2 separate regions of the Anas platyrhynchos genome follow, and region 2 is linked to region 1. The links are chromatin contacts, called in public Hi-C maps. All regions are on one chromosome and are shown on one strand. The core of a region is the stretch at or near the end of the contact, and the rest is flanking DNA. Distances in the headings are between cores, read along the strand shown. Region 1 overlaps FAM13A (family with sequence similarity 13 member A). Region 2 holds the start of LOC101794869 (probable E3 ubiquitin-protein ligase HERC3).

Region 1 (4,893 bases), core at 1,988-4,487:
TCCCTGCAGTGTATTTGTGCAGAGGTTAATTAATCTGTGCTTCAGAAACTCCAAACCATCCAAGCAGGCTCTGCTTTTGCCTTTTGGAGATAATTTCCTAGCTGCACAGATCACTCTGTCACGTTTTACCCAATTTAGATTCTCATCCTGACTTTCAAGTGAGAATAGTCCACATATTTTTTTTCCTTTCTTGCAGTATATGTCCTTCAGATATTCGTAGGCTTTCATTACATGTCCATCTGCCTTACTGCATAAAATTGTCCTCCTAAGTTTTTTCCTGGATCATGGAAAAATGATCCAGGAAGGGATCTCTTCAACAGTCAAGAGTAATTACAGTTGGATAGTGAAGTGGCTAGTAAGAGCAGAGAGGGAGCAGCACACCTCTCAAGTGAGGCTTCAGGCCAAGCTCACATCTTTTCTAACACTGCTGAGATGCAATTACTTGTAAATAAAGCTAGCAGCTTGCAAATTTTGCTTCTATCTACCACAAGTGAGAAATGTATACTCCTGAGGTGAGTTGCCAGGTGCAGTTAATTTGGCAGGGTAGCTCATACTGTTTGGGCAATTCATGCTATAGAGGAACTATAGAATGACTTGAGAACTTGTGTGTATGGCATGGATGTTCTGTGCCACTTTGAATGTTGAATGATGGTCACATCTATTTGTGTTGCTACCAGCCACACTTACGTAGTCTGAAATATTGTTCAAGTATCATGAACAGGTGAATCAATTTCAAGTGAATCAGGAGGGTGTGTATAGAGCCGAAGTTAGGCCACTGCCCTGTTTATACAGTAATTTCATATAGATAATTATGCAATAATTTAATTAAGTGGAAACGAGCACAAATGCTCTTGTTCAAATGGTAACAATAACACAAATGCTTGAAGTCTTCAAGTCAGAACTGTTGGGATGCCACCAATACACTATTTTTTAAAATTGCACTTTTTTAGGGTTCTGGATTGGTCTTTTGGTGTTCTGGTAGGTTTGATTTGGGGGGAGGGGAAGGTTGGTTGGGGGAGGCAGGAATAGGTAATTAACAAGTATAGAACTAATCATCACTCTTGCTCTGTAAGGATACAAAGAATCATTAAAGGCGCAAAAGTGGTAAATGAGGCAAAATGTGATCTAAGTTTATCAAGAGAGGTGATACAAGCACAATCAAATTATTTTTGAAAAGTCTTTCCATAGAGAGGAAGAAAAAACCTATATATCATCCAATTTGAGCAAAATGCTTTATATCATGCCATCTGTATAGAGAAAAAGGCCTTAATCTAAGAACATGAAGATGGGCAGGGAAGGGTTCAGATCTATAGGTCTTTTTCCTACAAGAGGAAAGAGATTGCTTGTGGAGTTCCTTAAGTGTGCTGGAATATTTTTTTTTTCTTCAACAGTTACTGGTGTAAAACAAACAAACAAACATGGTCATGAATTTCACTTAAAGCAGAAATTTGTGGATGTATAAAGTACATTTTTACCGTAGACTTGGGGGAGGCTTTTGCAAGACTCAGATGAGGCCCCATAAGATTTCAGTAACTTGTGTTCAAATGGCGTTAGGTTTGTAAAGATGGTTAAAAAGCAAGCAAAAACTGTTACAAAATGGAGAAAAGAGCAGGGAGGGCCTATTTACCATAAGAAATGAACTAGAGTGCGTGTATTTCACCTGTATTTTAGACAAAGAGAAGGATTGTTTTCTTAAGTATGTGAGGAAAAAAATGGACACAATCAGGCAATTAATAAATTTAGGCAAGTAATGAGAAATTTTGTAGCTGAATCCTTCTCTTGTTAGGCATTTGGATGATGAGGTGGATTTGATCAGTGTGCAAGCTGGTTTTCTCTGAGTTCTGTGGTTTTATTCATTCCCTGACTGTTGAGCAGGTTTGTCCTTTCGTTTTCTGTATTCCCTGGTAAGACAATTTGTTTACTCAGCTATACTTAGTACCAGGCAAGGAGATTTCTGCAGTGTTGAAAGAAGAGGAAAACCTTGCTAGATGATTGATTGTTCTAGGGAGTCGTGCCTGAAGGGCATCTATGTTCCAAAAGTTTTGTAATGAAGCCTTGTGGGAAAGCGAGTTGAGAGAGTTATATAAGGAGCCATGTTACAGATTTTTTAATTCTGTTAGAAAAATCTGAATGCCAGCTATACTGAGTAATCTGTACTGAGAAGCAGTGTGCAGTTTCAGGTAATTAAACAGCATCTGGCAAAGGCGATTAATTCCCTGTGAGCACACTTTTGCTCAACATGTGCAATGAGTTTTTAAAAGACAGAGAATCTACAGGCATGCTTTGTGCTCGAGGATCTGCTTTAGATTTGATATGAGTCACGTAGATGGTTCCAGAGCAGTTTCCTAATATGTACAACCTGAGATAAGCCAGAGTGATATTAAAGGGGAAAAGGACAGAAGCTTTGATGTATTATGGAGCTTTCTTGTTGATATGTAAAGCATTGAACTGGAATTGGGATGAGAGCTGATGTCACAAGCAGTGTCAAAATTGCATTTGACACCCTCAAGTTCAGGGCAAGGCATTGACTTAAAACAGTTTCACCTGTTTTAGTACTTCTTTTCTCTGGCAGTACTAATATCCTGTTAGAATCATTTAATGCAGCTGCCTGTTTACCCTTTTAACAGTTGTTATATGAGACAACTCCTTAACTCCTTTTACATAATACAAGTCAAGCATTGGTGGTGAGATGTTTTACTGTATTTGCTCTCAGGTCCATTTTCTGAAGAAACAGAAAGAACTAATCATAGATTTAGTGTCTGCTCAGAAAGGTGCTTGACTTCCTTTTGAGTGCTTCCTTGTTGGCTGAACATGCAGTAAGAGGTCCTAAAGCCCACAGGAGTGCAGGGCCCTCTTACAAATTGTTATGTTATGGGATGCATGTTACTGTCCATCATATAAGCCTTGGCTGAAAATAGTTACAAGGCTGCTAGGTCCCCTTGTTCTTATTGCCCAGATACCTTGATTTCAGGCTAAGGGATCTCTGTCATTAGGTGGAGCTCTGGGAAATGGAGAGTCCTGTTTCCATGGTGTTAATTAGGACTGTCTCACTAAGTACCCTTTATATTCAGTGGGAGAAGGTGATCTGTTCCATTTCAAATCAGGAGCATAATTTGGAGGCTGTGAATGGCCCCCAGAGGAATGTTTGCATTGTCTGGAGAGGATCCTGCACAGGCACAGTGGTCTAAATTTGCAAAACAGAATTGGGTGGTGTGCATGCAAACCCTTCAGGGTTGTCTCTGCTTCAGGCAGTAGGTGTCAGTGTGCACCCATCATAAAGGGCAATTCCAGTGTGCATGAAAACAGCAGGAATACTGAAGAAAAAAAGGCAGTCGCTTTTAGTGGGATGAATTTTCTGCATAGTAAGCAAGTAGCATCAAATATACCATATTTAAAGGAAGGATGATTGGATCCAAGCTTGAAAAAGTGTGAAGATGCTGAAAAAAACTTTGAAAGCATTGTCTTCTGTGTGATGGAATATCCCAAGAAATAAGAGCACATCTCTACTTTTGAACTCATTATTTTCACACTTTACACAATCCTTCTCTTTGGGGAATGTGTGTCAGATTAAGTGGTTGTCTTAAGACAGATCCCACGTGAATCAGGAACATTGCATGTCACTGTATGCAACAGTTGTGGAGAGCAAACAGTTCTTACACAGTATTGGTACCTGTGGGGAAAAAAAAAAATCCTGGGTCATGTTGGAATTCTGTATTAAGGAGGGTTCAGAAAATTCTCAACTGAAATGTCAAAGTAATTTAAAAATCATTGTCTGCTTTGCTGGAGGGGCAAAATGTTAAAAGTGTGTATCTACATAGGCTCTCTTCTCATTGTGCTCGACTTTATTTAAAAAGCAAAAACAAAATATTTTTGCTTCCTCAATATGGCAAATGGATTTTAAGTAAATCTCAGCAATGAGTCGCCTTAGTTCCAGATTGCAAACACAGCTTATGATTTAGGCAGTTAAGTATGTCCAGCAATTAATTCATTGAGTTCATAAATGAAAACCCAATCTGGGAAAATACTATGCCAGTAAGTCAGTTTGTTCTGGTTGATTTATACTGTGTTCTTTTAATACTTGAATGCTGATAGATTTTGCTCAACGGGGCCTTGAATGGAAAAAAAACTGAAGAGAGGTTTTGGTGCCCAACTCAATTATTTGCTGTTGCCCAGTACAGACTCAGCAGGGTGCGAGTATTGCATGAGGTAATTCTACAGTGCATATCTTCAAGCTTACAGGTTACTAGCTAGGGTAGCAGGGGAAATGTAATGTGCTTAAAGCTGGCAGAAAATACAACCTTTCCATACGTGAGATTGAAACAACATGGAAGAAGAGGTAATAGAAGAGAGAATTATGTGTGAAACGAGACATTATTCAGAGGGGGCACGTATGAAAGAGTGTGAGAGTAGCAAAATGCTTTAGTAAACAGGTCAGAAAACTTTGAGGAGTGCCAGAGATCAGACTTCCCAAAAGGAAAAGCATGGGGGTCAAAAAAAGTTTATAGCACTTAAAACATCTTTGTGCAATGATGCAGGTTTTGTGGCTGTCTCTCTGAAAGTAAGTCTCCAGCACGGGAAAACTCTCCTGCTGCTTTCTATTGCAGGCAGAAGAAGAAGAACCTTTAATTTATATCAAAAGTTGACATTTCTCAGTGTGTTCACCAGCAGCTGCATAACTTAATAATCTAGCTGTGGAGATAATTGACTGTACATATCAGTGAAATCAAGCAGACGTGAGGAGAAAGTAATTAACCGAAGTAGAACATGATTTCACATTGTCCAGATGATTTAATGAACAAAGCAGCCATTCTGAGGCAGCTTGCTCCACAGTAGGGTATGCCAAGAGGGCTCTTTTGGGCATGGCTTGCTTTGCCTGCTCTGGGAAGCATAAAT
Region 2 (4,376 bases), core at 1,797-4,296, 85 kb after region 1:
GCAGATAATGCAGTACAACGGGAAGGAAAAAAATAAAGCAATGTAAAGGGACTGAGTTATTGCGCAGTCTGAACTTGGTATGGCAACAGCTTTCTATTGCATAAGAGCTGGAGGGGGGGAAATCAGCCCTTGTTCCAGAACAAGCACCTCAAAGATTGTAGCAGCGCTTCCTTGTCCCTCCTAATCTCAGTGTTTTGGGGCCACTTGTTAAACATGCCATACCAGTACGACACCGAGAACTCCCCTGCTTGAACTAGAAACTGATTAAAGCCCTATTTTTCTGTAAAGAGAAAAAAAAGAAAGAGCAGAACAGAAAATGAAAGATCCTCAACATCAAGCCTTACGATTTACCACGCCAAGTTTTAAACTAAGGCAACTTACAGCGGCAGCAACACTTACAATGTCAGGACAGGATCTAAAAGCCAGCGACTACCCTCAAAGCACCAGAAAATTCCTCAAAAAAAATAAAAAATAAAAATAAAAAATCAGATTCATAGACAGGAAACACGTGCAACTCAGTTGGTTTCCAAAGCTCGGTGCTAATTCAAGCCCTAGGTATTAGCAGTAAAGCCCTTCATAATCCAAGTCCTGAGCAGCGTGTGTTCATCTCCTGCCGGGCTCCCCTGCTGCGGTCACCTCCACCTCAGAGAGGAGAGGATTTTCCAGCTGTAGCCCATCAGTGGTGCAGCTTCCTGCCACAAAGTGTTCACTAGGATCTCTTATCAGGTGCCCTAAAGTTCGCACTGAATCCCATTTATCTCTAAGAGCCCCTGCTCCTTTTTAGCATAACCCATTTCACTCACACCCCACGTACAATTGTCACCGGCCAGCTGCAAGGCACCCCCAGTTTAAAAAGCAGGAGGTGACAAGGCTCTGTCCAGCTGGCAGAGCCCCTGCTGCACACTCGGTGCTTGGCTGCCCTCAGATGGCCCACGGAAGACACCCTCTGTGCCAGTTACACCATTTCCTACAGCAGGAACAGGAGTGCCGTGGGACGCAGTGACACTGAAGTCATGCACGTGCTTATGCTTCCAGTGACACAACTGCTATATTTACAGGGAACTTCATGTTCTGCCTAAAAAATAAAAAAAGAAAAATAAACACCGCAAGCAACTTCCTGCAGGTGACAACACAAAGGCACAGAATCATTTCAAGCCTGACAGCTGAAAGAGCAAAAAAAATCTGAGGCTACCATTTGTCTCATCCTGGGGAATCCCCTGATTACAAAGGTGTAAGCAGCTTCACAAGGAGAGCAGCCCTGAAGATCCCCAGATCGCTTTCCTTGCTGCTCTCAGCCGACGTTGCCTCTGGGCTGAAAAGACTTCAGCGCTCTACAACCTGAACTGCAGGGACATCGGACAACGTGAGCTAAATATTAATTTAGGATACCTTTCTAAAAGGGTTTCTGGGCAGTCTGCTCCCCATGGGTCACGGTCTTCTTTCCAGATGCTAATTTCATTTAAAATGCTAAAAATACTTCAAATTAATTTCCTTGTGTTAATATTCTACACAAGCAGTTTCAGTGCTGGGCTGGGGGTGTGTGTGCAATTAGCAAACGATGTTTTTTCCCCACTGTTAAGACATAGCTTGAAGTAGGAAGAGGTCAGACTCCCAGTGATTCATAGGAGTTACTCGGGTGACACCTCAAAGAAGCTCAGAGCCCATTCATGCTGGCTGTCAGATTTTCTGAAGCACCTAAAGCCTAACAACCCCTAGAGCAGACAACGAGGCGTGCCACGAACTCTAAAAAATCTGTCCTTAAATGGATTTTTGATTAGTTCTAAAAATATGTCCTCTGGAGTCCCACCCTCCGAACGTTTTGCTGATAAATCTGTGTGCAGCCCTATTATTCCGGGCAGCACTTTCCACTCAAAGAGTGCAAACCAACAGAGCCCCTTTCCATGCGAGCACACAGACACAGCTATTTCCCAATGGCCGTGTTTTCACCTGATTTATTCAGAAAGCATAACCCATCTCTAAAACCAGCATTGTTTTAGCGTGCTGTCATGCCCTGCGCTGCCACCCCACCACATCTTGCAATGGGGCTTCCAGCCTTAATGCGTGGGGTGTTCGAGCAGGAGCTGCGTCCTGACACACGGAGCTCTGAACAAAGATTCACGCTTCGTTTCCCATCCTGGTCACGGCGTTTATTCCTCTGGCATCGGCGGAAGAACAAAATAGCCATCCTACACTGCAAACTCCTTCTGTGCGTCCTCCTGATACTAAAAGGAGGATATAAAAGGCTTCGATGGCGAGGAGGCTGTAAGGGTGACGTGCACGTATACACGCAAAAATAGATAAAATTCATATTCACTTACCTGAGTTTGCAACGTTATTCCTAGTGCTCAGCTGGATACGTGCTACGGATAAAAACACGGCTTTTTTTATAGGGCAAGCCCTTAGGGAAAGGTCTTTAAAATGCATCAGTTAGGGCATTTTAAAACCGGATGAAGAGCCAACCCCTGCACCTCTCCTGCCCTTCACTGCTCTGTATTCATTTTTGGAGACCCGAAGGGATGCAGTGCAGCAGAGCCGCTCGCTTGCAGCCTCCCCCCCCCAAAAAAAAGCAGGGCGGAGGGCAGGCTCCCGGCATCCCCGCTCCCGGAACAGCCCAGCCCGGCTCGATGAAGGATGTGCACAGCACAGCAAGAGCCGAGGGGACACGGCACGGGTGTATTTCCAGGAGAAGCGCTGCCATGGGGAGACCTCGGCTATAATAAGCCCGGCTATAATAAGCCCCAGCTGGCACGGATGGCGGCTCCCTCCCCCAGCAGCCCCGCAGCGCTGCTCCCCCCGCTGCTCACCGACCCCGAGCTGCGACCCCCGACGAGCTAAACCGGGGGTCCCCAGCCCTGCCCGGCCGCCCTCCCCTCCGCTGGGGCCGGGCCCCGAGGGTCCCCCCCCCCGGCCGCTCACCTGCCCCAGCCCCAGCCCCGCCGCTGCCGCCGCGGCCCCGCGGAAGTCCGGCCCCTTGCAGGGGCGGCGCGGGGCCGCCTATGGCGGGCGGGGCGGCAGGGCCCCGGCCTGGGGGTGGGGTTGGCACGGTGTCTCTGGGCTCTCTTCGAGCCTTGGTGAAGCCTGAGGGGGTTGCCCAGGCCCTCCTCTGAAGGCTGTCCAGGTCTCATCCTTTCCCTGCAGTGTGTCGGCTGCGCCACGCAGCTTGGTGTCAGCAGTAAATGTGCTGAGGGTGCGCTTGAGCCCGCTGTCCCTGTCGCCAACTGAGGTGCTAAACAGCACTGGTCCCAAAACTGATCCCCTGAGGAGCACCACTGATCTCCACCTGGACACTGAGCCATTGAACCGCAGCTCTTTGAGTGCAGGCACCCAGCCAAATCCTCACCCACCAAGTGGTCCATCCATCAAATCCATCTCTCTCCAACTTGGAGACAAGGATATCACAGGGGGCAGTGTCAGAGGCTTTGTGCAAGTCCCGGTAGATGGTGTCAGTTGCTCTTCCGCTACCCACCAGTGCTGTAACCCTGTCATAGAAAGCCACCAGGTTTGTCAGGAATGATCTGCCCTCAGTGAAGCCATGTTGGCTGTCACCACTCACCTCCTTATTTTCCATGTGCCTTAGCCTGGTTTCCAGGAGGATCTGCTCCATGATCTTGCCAAGTACAGAGGTGTGACTGACTGGCCTGTAGTCCTCCAGGTCTTGCTTTTTTCCCTTTTTAAAAAGGGGGGGTATGTTTCCCCTTTTCCAGCCACTGCAAATTTCACTGGATGGCCACCGCTTCTCACATACGATGGACAGGGGCTTAGCAACCACATCTGCCAGTTCCCTCAGGACCTGCAGATGCACCTCATCAGATCCCATGGACCTGTGCAACTTCAGGTTCTTTGGCTGGTCTTGAACTTGATATTCTCCCACAGTGGGCAGTTTTTCATTCTTCCAGTCCTGGCCTTTGCCTCCTGGGGCCTGGGCCACGTGGCTCAAACTCTTGTCAGTGATGACTGAGGCAAAATAGTCATTAAGTACCTCAGCTTTCTTCATATCCCCAGTGACTAGGTCTCCCGCTTTCTTCCGAAGAGGGCCCACAATTTCTCTAGTCTTCCTTTTATCACCAATATACCTATAGAAACCTTTCGTGTTGCCCTTGATGTGCCTGGCCAAATTTAATTCTCAAAGGGCCTTGGCTTTCCTAACCTGAGCCCTGGCTGCTCAGACAGTGTCTCTGCATCCCTCCCAGGCTATCTGTCCTTGCTTCCACTCTCTGTAGGTCTTCTTTCTCATTTTTCAAAATGACAGTCCGTATTTGAGCAAATCATGTAAAGATCTTTGCAAGGATGCATGAGACACAAAATGCCAGTGTTTATATACTTAGCATGCGCTCTGTCACTTATCAGATACAAATACGCCTTCTGTATTTGCATGG

The links. A called contact is a pair of places that touch in the nucleus more often than the background predicts.
Region 2: a Hi-C map of subcutaneous adipose tissue shows a contact between it and region 1, with 2.5 times the contacts expected there. The contact joins the promoter of LOC101794869 here to the enhancer-like site in region 1. A contact is called at or near these places in 2 of 8 Hi-C or Micro-C datasets (small yellow follicle and subcutaneous adipose tissue).

The regions. Positions count from the first base shown.
Region 1 is chr4:14,860,449-14,865,341 of IASCAAS_PekinDuck_T2T, forward strand. The region is part of intron 7 of FAM13A (family with sequence similarity 13 member A); the gene reads left to right. Among named protein-coding and RNA genes, the nearest start is that of FAM13A, 80 kb to the left of the region's middle. Within about 2 kb of position 3,238, at least 2 of the 8 cell types and tissues checked have an H3K27ac peak or open chromatin away from gene starts, as enhancers often do. A contact at or near this core is called in subcutaneous adipose tissue, where this site is marked.
Region 2 is chr4:14,945,187-14,949,562 of IASCAAS_PekinDuck_T2T, forward strand. It overlaps LOC101794869 (probable E3 ubiquitin-protein ligase HERC3), which reads right to left and starts at 3,047. Exons shown (of 25, transcript XM_027455804.3): 1 at 2,917-3,047.